3 separate regions of the Sus scrofa genome follow, and all the other regions are linked to region 1. The links are chromatin contacts, called in public Hi-C and HiChIP or PLAC-seq maps. All regions are on one chromosome and are shown on one strand. The core of a region is the stretch at or near the end of the contact, and the rest is flanking DNA. Distances in the headings are between cores, read along the strand shown.

Region 1 (2,774 bases), core at 151-2,650:
CAATGCACCATGCTCTTAGTGTAAGGTGTCAAAGAAAACTGATGAAAGTCAGAGCACTAGTAAGAGGTATTGTCTTCTTGTGTTTGCACTGAATCAAGTCTAACCCCAATATCCACAGCCTCCTCCTACACCTGGACTGCTCATCTCAGCAAGTGGGAGTAAGGGGGTGGACAGAAGGAAAAATAACTGGACATCTCTGTGTAAACCGTAATCTTCGTGTGCTACATATGATATCTGCCTAAGGGACAGACTCAGACGGTCCCCAGAGCCATTTTTTAGGAGCAGTTCTCATTCAGTAGTGGGAAGCTTCCAGTGGAGATGAAAAAGAGGACCCGGCTTCAGACCTCAGTTCCTTTGAATGGGAAACTGGGAGTATCTGTTTTTATCCCTCAAGTTTTTGTTTTGTTTTTATACATGTCTGAATAAAGATGCCAAGGTTTTGCAGCTTCTTGTCTAACGACAAACTTTAGTGAGTGGACAGATCAGCCCTTTTCTCCGTTCCACAGCAGAGAATGGCTACCATGGCATGCTTCCTTCTCTGTCTCCCCACAGTCCTACTTGGCCCCCTGTAGCTTTCTCCAGCCCCACTTTCCTTATAGTCTCTTTAGACAAGCAAAGGGTACAGTCCTTTTCATTTAAGCGTTTTACTAGGAATCTGTATAGGGCAACCGACTAACTGGGAGTAACAAAACAACCAAACAAAACACGTTTGGGGCAGTTAGAAAAGGCCCCAAGAGGTAGAATACTGAAACTCTCAAACGTTTCACAACTTTAAAAAAAAGTGTCCGTCTTAGGTGCCATCAAAGCCTGTTGTTGGAACAATAGTGCCATCTTCAGAGGGAGCCGGCCTCTAGACTTGGAAGGCTGTACATGGATAATCCCACAGAAATCTGGTGCCCAGTTAGTCCCTGCTCCACGCACTCCGGGTCTCCTTCCACACTCGCTCTGCCCCTCCCAGCACCTGAGGACGATCGGACTGGCCAGGCCGGTCCGCCTGCCGCTCCAGGGATCCGAGGAAGGGCGTACCCAGCCTCCCCGCCCTTGATACAATCACCCCCACTCGTCTCTGCTCCACCCTGCCCCGCAGCCTCCAAACCCACGTCCCCGCCGTAGCTCCGCCCCCTTCTCCCTTAGCCCGCCTCCCTCTATTACGGGTTCTCGCTCAGCGCTCCTGGTGGATATGGTTTTTCCGGGAGAGACCACGCTTCCCCTCATGCTCTCCAACGGCTCCGCCTTCCCGCCGGAGCCTGACCCTTCCCAGCGTGCTTGGCGATTCCGGCGTGCGAGGCCCTCGGAGGGCAAGGCCCCAGGGCCTGGCTTAGGGGCGCGAAAGGCAGGCTGGGAATTGTAGTTCGCGAGTCCGCGAGGGCAGCTAGAGGCTGGCGGCGGGAGGGACTCGTTGTCCCAGCATGCCCTGCGCATCAGCCCGCGCGCTCGCAGTTTCTCGCTCTCGCCCGCCCGCTCCCTAGCTTGCTCGCGCTTTTGCTCGCGCTCTCCTCGCGGATCGAAGGGGCTCTGGCCACAGCCTGTGGTTGGGAAGGGCGACAGAGGCAGCGGCTCAGGAGAAACGAGGCTGCGGTGGTGGTGGTGGGAAGATGTCGGGCGAGGACGAGCAACAGGAGCAGACTATCGCCGAGGACCTGGTCGTGACCAAGTATAAGATGGGGGGCGACATCGCCAACCGTGAGTGCGGCCTCGGGGGTCCGGAGATCGAGGCTGGGAGGGAGAGGCAAGGGGGACGGTGCTTGACGAGCCGGTGAGGGGCTGGAGCGGTGGGGTCATGCAGAGTGGGCTAGTGAGGGCCCCCCGCGGGTCTGCTGGGTTTGGCGTGGTGGGAAGGCTCGTTATCGCGTTTGGGACCTGAGCGGCTAGGCCTGGGCTGGAGTCTGTGAAGATGCAGGCGGGTGGCAGGGAAGAGCGCAGAGCGGGGCCCCGGCTGGCTCCGACCCTAGGCCCTTGGTAAGGAGGCAGGGCGTATGTCCTGCTCTTCATCCTTCTGTCTGGATCTCTGCCTCTGATTTTGGCAGCAGGGAGGCCACCTCGGAAACGAAACGCTCCTCTATTTTGTCGCTGCTCCCCGCCGTCAGGAGCCTAGCCGGCACGTGTTGCCGGGTCCCCAGCGGATCGCCGGCTCCCTTCCTCCGCTACAGTCCCTGACACTAGCTTCCCTACCACGTGCTTTGCTGTAGTCTTTCGTTCTTTACTTCAGCTCCCTCCCTGGAGGGGGCCGCCTTCTACTCTTGGGCCAGCTCAGGGACCGTTGGAGGGTACCCCTGGAGAACCCCTAACATAACTCTTGGAGACGTATCTGGTTGTTCTTGAAGTTATCATCTCCAATCTGCGCAGATAGCTTTAGTTAGTTGTCAAATTTGATTGCTCTCAGGGGTTTGACAGCTCTAGGAGTGTTTTGAGGTTCTTTTCACCCCAACCAGGCAAACCTGTGTAGAGCACTGGTAAAGGGGAGACTGACTTTATAGGATCTCGGAAGTTATCCTTATGGGGGCTCGCTCAGACTTCTCAGCAGCTGCCTGCCACTCTAGGCAGATGTCTCACTTTCTCTTTTCTCTCTTTGCGATTTAAAACCCAGTTAGGGGACAGAAGATGCTTGTCTTTGGGCTTTTAAATGGTTTTGACAGTAAAGATAGGTATTTAGGATGCCTTTGATCCTATGGCTAAAAACCTGAGTTTTTCAAACTTCCAAAAAATCCCCAAAACTTGGATCACAAAAATCAAACCTATAGTTCACTTTGGGCCTTGGAGAGGATATCCAGTGA
Region 2 (2,774 bases), core at 72-2,571, 120 kb before region 1:
CTTGGGGTTTATAATGCAAATGTTTTTAAAAAATTTTTTTTTCTTTTTATGATTTTGTCTCTTTCCTCCAACCTTTTGTCCTTGAGTGTTCTTGCTGTTAACATTATTTGTAATTTAGTTTATAATTCATTAAAAAAAAGTTCTTAGTTTTATAGCTCATCTCTGTGTTTTACTGAAAGAATGGTGTGTGAGAGAATATGAATGTATGCGATAATTGGTTTCAGACTCCTTTTCCTAATCTCTGTGCAGGGCTACCCACCCCATCCCCATTTTGATCTCTGTGATGCAACTGGGATAGTGCCGAGGGTGGGCAAGGTGGGAATTATTGCCCTGATTTTACAGCTAGGGAAACCGAAGCTTATGTATTTCCTACTTCTCTTTCCCCACAAACTTACATCTCTCCTTGCCCCCACAACACCTACACATAGACATATATCCCATACACATACGTACGAGGTGCCAGTTCCAGAATTTCAAGGTTAGGGTTTAGGAGCAGCAGTATGTTTGGAACTGGGCTCCATGGGAATTTGCATTGACATTGCATTTCCCAGGAAGCTCCCCTTTTTTTCCTTTTTGTTTCATATCACAAACGGTAAAGTTTTCCAAAGTAGTTTATTCATATTTACGTACAATTGAGAATATATCAATCGTCTTATGAAAAATTACTATAACAGGGCTAAAGCCTCCTCAAGTTACCACTTCTAGGAGTTGCCATTGTTTCATCTCACCAAAAAAAATCTCAGACTGCCCGTGGGCCACCCTTCGGAGCCCCACTGAAAGGAGGAAGCACCGATGTGAAGGGTACTTAAATTCCCAGGCTCCAGGTCCCGGAGAGAAGTATTTCCCTTACGCCCGCGAATTTGTCATAGAGGGCGGGGCGCTGAAGGCAGGCCTGCCGAATACGGGGGAGGGGCGGAGGTCAGTAGCGGCCTTCCAAAGCCTTTCGACCCCGCCTTGCCTGCCATTCAAGTCTCGAATTTTCGAAGTACTGGTTAAAATTTCACTTTGACCCGCCTCCGTCGCTCACCTGATTAGATGTTTATGAGTCAAAAGGCGGGGTCATGAGGATGTCGAGAGTTTATTGGTTGAGGTACACGCCTGTTAGTGGTGTACCGCCCCCTATCTCGGGGAGCTCACTCTTTAGTGGCTCCTCACCTCGTCCATCTCCAAGGTTTCCCTCTCTGTATTGGTGCAGAGACCCGTCTGTCCAGTCCTTTTCTCGTACTCATTGGTGATAGCGCCGAAAGAGATCCGCCTTTCTCCAGAGGATTGGCGGATTAGGGCGCACAGAGCCCACCCTCTGTGGTAGGCGGGTAGTCGTGCAATTGGCTGGGGCCCCCGCCCCAGGGCGAGGAGGAGGAGGAGGGGCAGGAGGGTTTGGTTGAGCTGCAGCTGTTTGTCTGTTCGACACAGGCTTGGGCCCGACGGGGGAGACGGAGCCCCAGGTACCTGGCTGATGGAGCCCGCAAGGGCAGGGGCGGAGGCGCCCCGGAGAGGAGAGCGGCCTGGCCTGAGGGCAGAGGCGGGTCTAGGCCTCCGCGAGGGGTTGGAGTGGCCCACTGGAGAGGGGAGAAGGGGGCCGGGCCCCAGCAGGCCTAATGGGGGCGCTGAGGAGGGGGCCGGGCGGGCTGGGAGCCCGAAGTTGGTGAGTCGGGAAGGCGGCTGGGTGGTGTTGGCTGCCGGGCTGGGCGCCGGCGCGGGAGGCCCGTGGCTCGCGTGCGGGCAGGGGCAGGCCTCTTTGAGCCTCGCCGAAGAGGGAGGAGCTGGGGAGATGGGATGGGGCGGCGGGTGAGGTAAGCCCATGCCGGGAGGTGAGGAGGGGTCAAGCCCGACGCCCGGGCCCCGAGGGGAACCGGGGCTGAGGCTCTCTCGAGAGGTCTCAGTGGAAGGGCCAGAGAAAGGTTCTTAGCTGTGTAAGAGGCATTCTTTTCGGGCAAAGTGACTATTATAAAAATAACTAGGGTGCTCCAGAGTTGAGCCGACAGGGATTTGGGTTCAGTGAGGGAGAACCGAGACAAGCCAAGAGAGCTTTCTTAATCTAGAAGACTCGGAACTGGAGCAAGGGAAGCAGGGTCTCGCATCAGTTATGGGAGCTGCTGGGAATGCTAAAGGGTGAGCTAGAGGCTCAGGGTCTTGCGAGAACTCATGCTTTTGTTCCCATTACGTGTGGAGATGTGGTAACTTGAAGTTTTTTGGTACTCCTGGGGTAGCCAATGAAGACAAAAGTAATTTTTTTTTTCTCTAACTGTTGGCCGTTCACACACTTTAGACTGCAGTCTCTGTTTCTTCTTACCTCCTGTTTCATGTCCTGTGAAAAAGCTAAGAAGTCGGCTTTGGGGGTGTTCATTCTTTCTTTCCTACTTAATAATGTGGTCTTTATTGGATACCTTGTCTCTGACCCAGCAATGGAGAATCAGTGATTTATTTTCTGCACTGGAAATGGACTTAGGGATCCCGCAGCCATCCAGAGACCTTCTGACCATAGTTGGGGAAACTTTCGTGGCACTTGGACTTGGGTATTTCCCAGGCAGGTAATGGTTAGGTGGAACCAAGCCTGGAAATATGAGGTGATATCACTGAGGAAGGGATTTGGGGAAGAGTGAGAAATTCCATTCCAGAAGGTTGGCATCACCCCTGTTCTTTGTCTCCTTCTTCAGGAGCCCCGGTCTCTGAGCTATTAGAAAGTTGGGTCAGATGGAGAGGCACTTGGGGAAGGAGGTGAGTAGAGAAAAGGAAAATGGATTTAATAAGATGTGAGAGTCCCCTCCTCCCAT
Region 3 (2,774 bases), core at 205-2,704, 64 kb before region 1:
ATTCGACTAGTAACCGTGGAGGATTCAGGTTCCATCTCTGGTCCTTGTCAGTGGGTTTAATGATCCAGTATTGCCGTGAGCTGCAGTGTAGGTTGCAGAGGAGTCTTGGATCTCGTGTTGCTGTGGCTGTGGTGTAGACCAGTAGCTGCAGCTCTGATTCAACCCCATCCTGGGAACTTCCATATGCCTTGGGTGCAGCCCTAAAAAGAAAAAAAAAAAGAAAGAAAGAAAAAAAAAAAAGAGGTAAATGGAACTTAAACATAAATAACAAGGTACATTTCAATAGGAGGCCAGAGTCATCAATGAGTGGTGAAATCACCTTAATGGGAATTGATGAACACTTATTAAAATAAAATAGAAAATACCAGCGCACCTTATGTCATAAGGGCTTTGTTTCATGAAATTTTTGTTTCAGTTTTGTGTGTGTGTGTGTGTATTTGTATTTGTATATGTATTGAGTACCAAAGTAAAATATATTTTTACTAGGAGTGTAAGTCAAATCATTTAGGTCACCAGTCCAACTTATACCTCCATCCACTTATTTGTTTCTTAGGTAAGAGAAAGCATAGTACAGTGGAGCCAAGAAACCTCTTACTAGCTCCCTGTAACTTTGGGCAACCTCAGTTTTAACCTCTCTACTCCTCAGTTTTTCAATCTGTCGTGGGATCCCTGAACCTCTAGGGAATTCCCATGTAATGTAAGGATAATATTAGAAGCTTCCTTGTAGACTTGTTGAGGGTTAACTGAGTTAATATTTATACAGTGCTTACTACAGTGCCTGGCACTATGTTTGCAAGATCCAGGAACAAAAAGGTGAATGAGAAATAGCCCTAGCACCGATGCACTTGTCCATGACTCCTCCCTGCTGGGTTTTCTCAGTATTAGAAGGAGGAACTAATAACATGTTTTATTCTTCCCCCAGCCTCCCGCCCCCAACATCTTCCTTTTCTGTCATGCACCAAAGAAACGAGCAGAGAGCGTCCCCCAGTGGCCGGTGGAGTGATGTCGCCTTCCGTTTAAGGGCTTGGGGCCTGGGGACTGCCAACTCCGCACTACAACTCCCACCATGCATCTCTTCCCCTCCGACCTCTAATAGGCAGTGTGACAAGCGGTCTTGCGCCGGGCAACTTCCCCGCCTTGCGTCGCAAAATACAGATAAATGCCCAGAATTACGTCCGGGGTAAGGTGTTGCAAAGGTTGCTGGGAAACACATAACCGTAATTTTCTTCCGCCAGCAGGTTAAATAGTCCCTTGGTCACTTTGTGCCACGGAAAAATAAACTCGAGAAACACCTTTCTACCATAGATTTCAGCAGAAACGCTGAATAATAAATAACATTTGAATAAAGGTGATTGCCGTCCTTGGCGTGCGTCCAGGAGCCGTCTAGGAGGAATCCCTCGGCGTGAGCGGAGGGATCTCGCACTATATAAGAGAGCCGAGCCGTTGGCCACTTCCTCTCTCGCGTCTTCGCTTCCAAGATGGTGAGTTATGGCGCGTGGTGAACGATTGGGGCCGGGTGAAGGCTGAGTGTGAGCCAGATGAGATTGTGGGGGTTTTAAAACCTGGACTACGGTGAAGGAATGGAAAGAGCATATGTTTGTTCCAGGCTTGGGGGGGTTTGCGGAGGGACTGGAGATCTGAGTGGCTCTTCTGGTGGTTGCCGGCGGGAAATGTGGCCGGAAGGGGTCTAAGGCTGGGTAAGTTGCGAGCCCTTCTTAATGGTGTTTTCATCCTGATGCAGACCAAGAAAAGAAGGAATAATGGCCGTGCCAAAAAGGGCCGCGGCCACGTGCAGCCTATTCGCTGCACCAACTGTGCCCGATGCGTGCCCAAGGATAAGGCCATTAAGAAGTTCGTTATTCGGAACATTGTAGAGGCCGCGGCGGTCAGGGACATTTCCGAAGCGAGCGTTTTCGATGGTGAGTGAGCTCCCGGGGCGAATCGGTATCTTAATATTTAAGAAGTGTAATTTTTTTGTGGCGCGTATTCGATCCCTGGCCGAGGAACTTCCACATGAGGCCGAAAGCTGTACATACATACTTTAAGACCTAAAACCACCTCTCCCCGCCAACCCGTGCGGTGCACAGGCTTTGTCGTAGTAGTGTCCGAGCAATCTCCTTGTGTTTTTAAGGTTGTCGGTAGAAGAGAATTGAATCTTTGCTGCGTTTGCCACTTTGAGCTGTGTCTGGGGAGGGAGCCTTTTTGTGGTAGTGCTCACTGAGTCATTTAAGAAAGGAAGCATGTCTACTTAGGTTCACGAGGGTGATCTTTGGAGCAATATGATGTTGTTTTAATCGTTTTTCTTTTTAGAGACAGTGAGCTTTTTTAGGCGGGGGCCCTGGACGGTGTTAGGGCTGATGTGATTGTTGAAGAAACTAGATTCTTGGTGGTATAACATCTGTGGTGTGAATTTGATTCCCATGATGACAGGATGGGTTAGTAAGGGGGTGTTTATTCGTGAAACTATGTTTTTAGGTGTCAGAAAGTGAATAGTAGCTCTTTGGAGTGAAATCTTGTAGATATGCCTAAATGAGTTTGTTTACTTTTTTGTTTTTGTTTCTTTGCCATTTCTTGGGCTGCTCCTGCGGTGTATGGAGGCTAGGGGTCGAATCAGAGCTGTAGCTGCCAGCCTTCGCCAGAGCCACAGCAACACGGGATGCAAGCCGCTTCTGCAACCTACACCACAGCTCACGGCAACACCGGATCGTTAACCCGCTGAGAGGGGGCAGGGATCGAACCTTCAACCTTATGGTTCCTAGTCGGATTCGTTAATC

The links. A called contact is a pair of places that touch in the nucleus more often than the background predicts. HiChIP or PLAC-seq counts read pairs in DNA pulled down with a chosen protein or histone mark.
Region 2: a contact with region 1 is called in a Hi-C map of embryonic fibroblasts, with 1.8 times the contacts expected there. The contact joins the promoter of RAB5B here to the promoter of PA2G4 in region 1. A contact is called at or near these places in 3 of 47 Hi-C or Micro-C datasets (embryonic fibroblasts, heart right ventricle and skeletal muscle) and 1 of 2 datasets of contacts at active chromatin or transcription factors (alveolar macrophages).
Region 3: a contact with region 1 is called in an H3K27ac HiChIP or PLAC-seq map of alveolar macrophages. The contact joins the promoter of RPS26 here to the promoter of PA2G4 in region 1. A contact is called at or near these places in 1 of 5 promoter capture datasets (fetal skeletal muscle), 10 of 47 Hi-C or Micro-C datasets (adipose tissue, blood, embryonic fibroblasts and 5 more) and 1 of 2 datasets of contacts at active chromatin or transcription factors (alveolar macrophages).

The regions. Positions count from the first base shown.
Region 1 is chr5:21,494,597-21,497,370 of Sscrofa11.1, forward strand. PA2G4 (proliferation-associated protein 2G4) reads left to right here and starts at 1,401. Exons shown (of 14, transcript XM_013988304.2): 1 at 1,401-1,683. The coding sequence starts at 1,596. It overlaps ERBB3 (receptor tyrosine-protein kinase erbB-3), which reads left to right. Exons shown (of 28, transcript XM_021091799.1): 28 at 1-444.
Region 2 is chr5:21,372,012-21,374,785 of Sscrofa11.1, forward strand. It overlaps RAB5B (ras-related protein Rab-5B), which reads left to right and starts at 1,322. Exons shown (of 6, transcript XM_021091797.1): 1 at 1,322-1,445. It also overlaps a transcript of CDK2 not described here.
Region 3 is chr5:21,430,202-21,432,975 of Sscrofa11.1, forward strand. RPS26 (ribosomal protein S26) reads left to right here and starts at 1,455. Exons shown (of 4, transcript NM_001097481.2): 1 at 1,455-1,481; 2 at 1,742-1,919. The coding sequence starts at 1,479.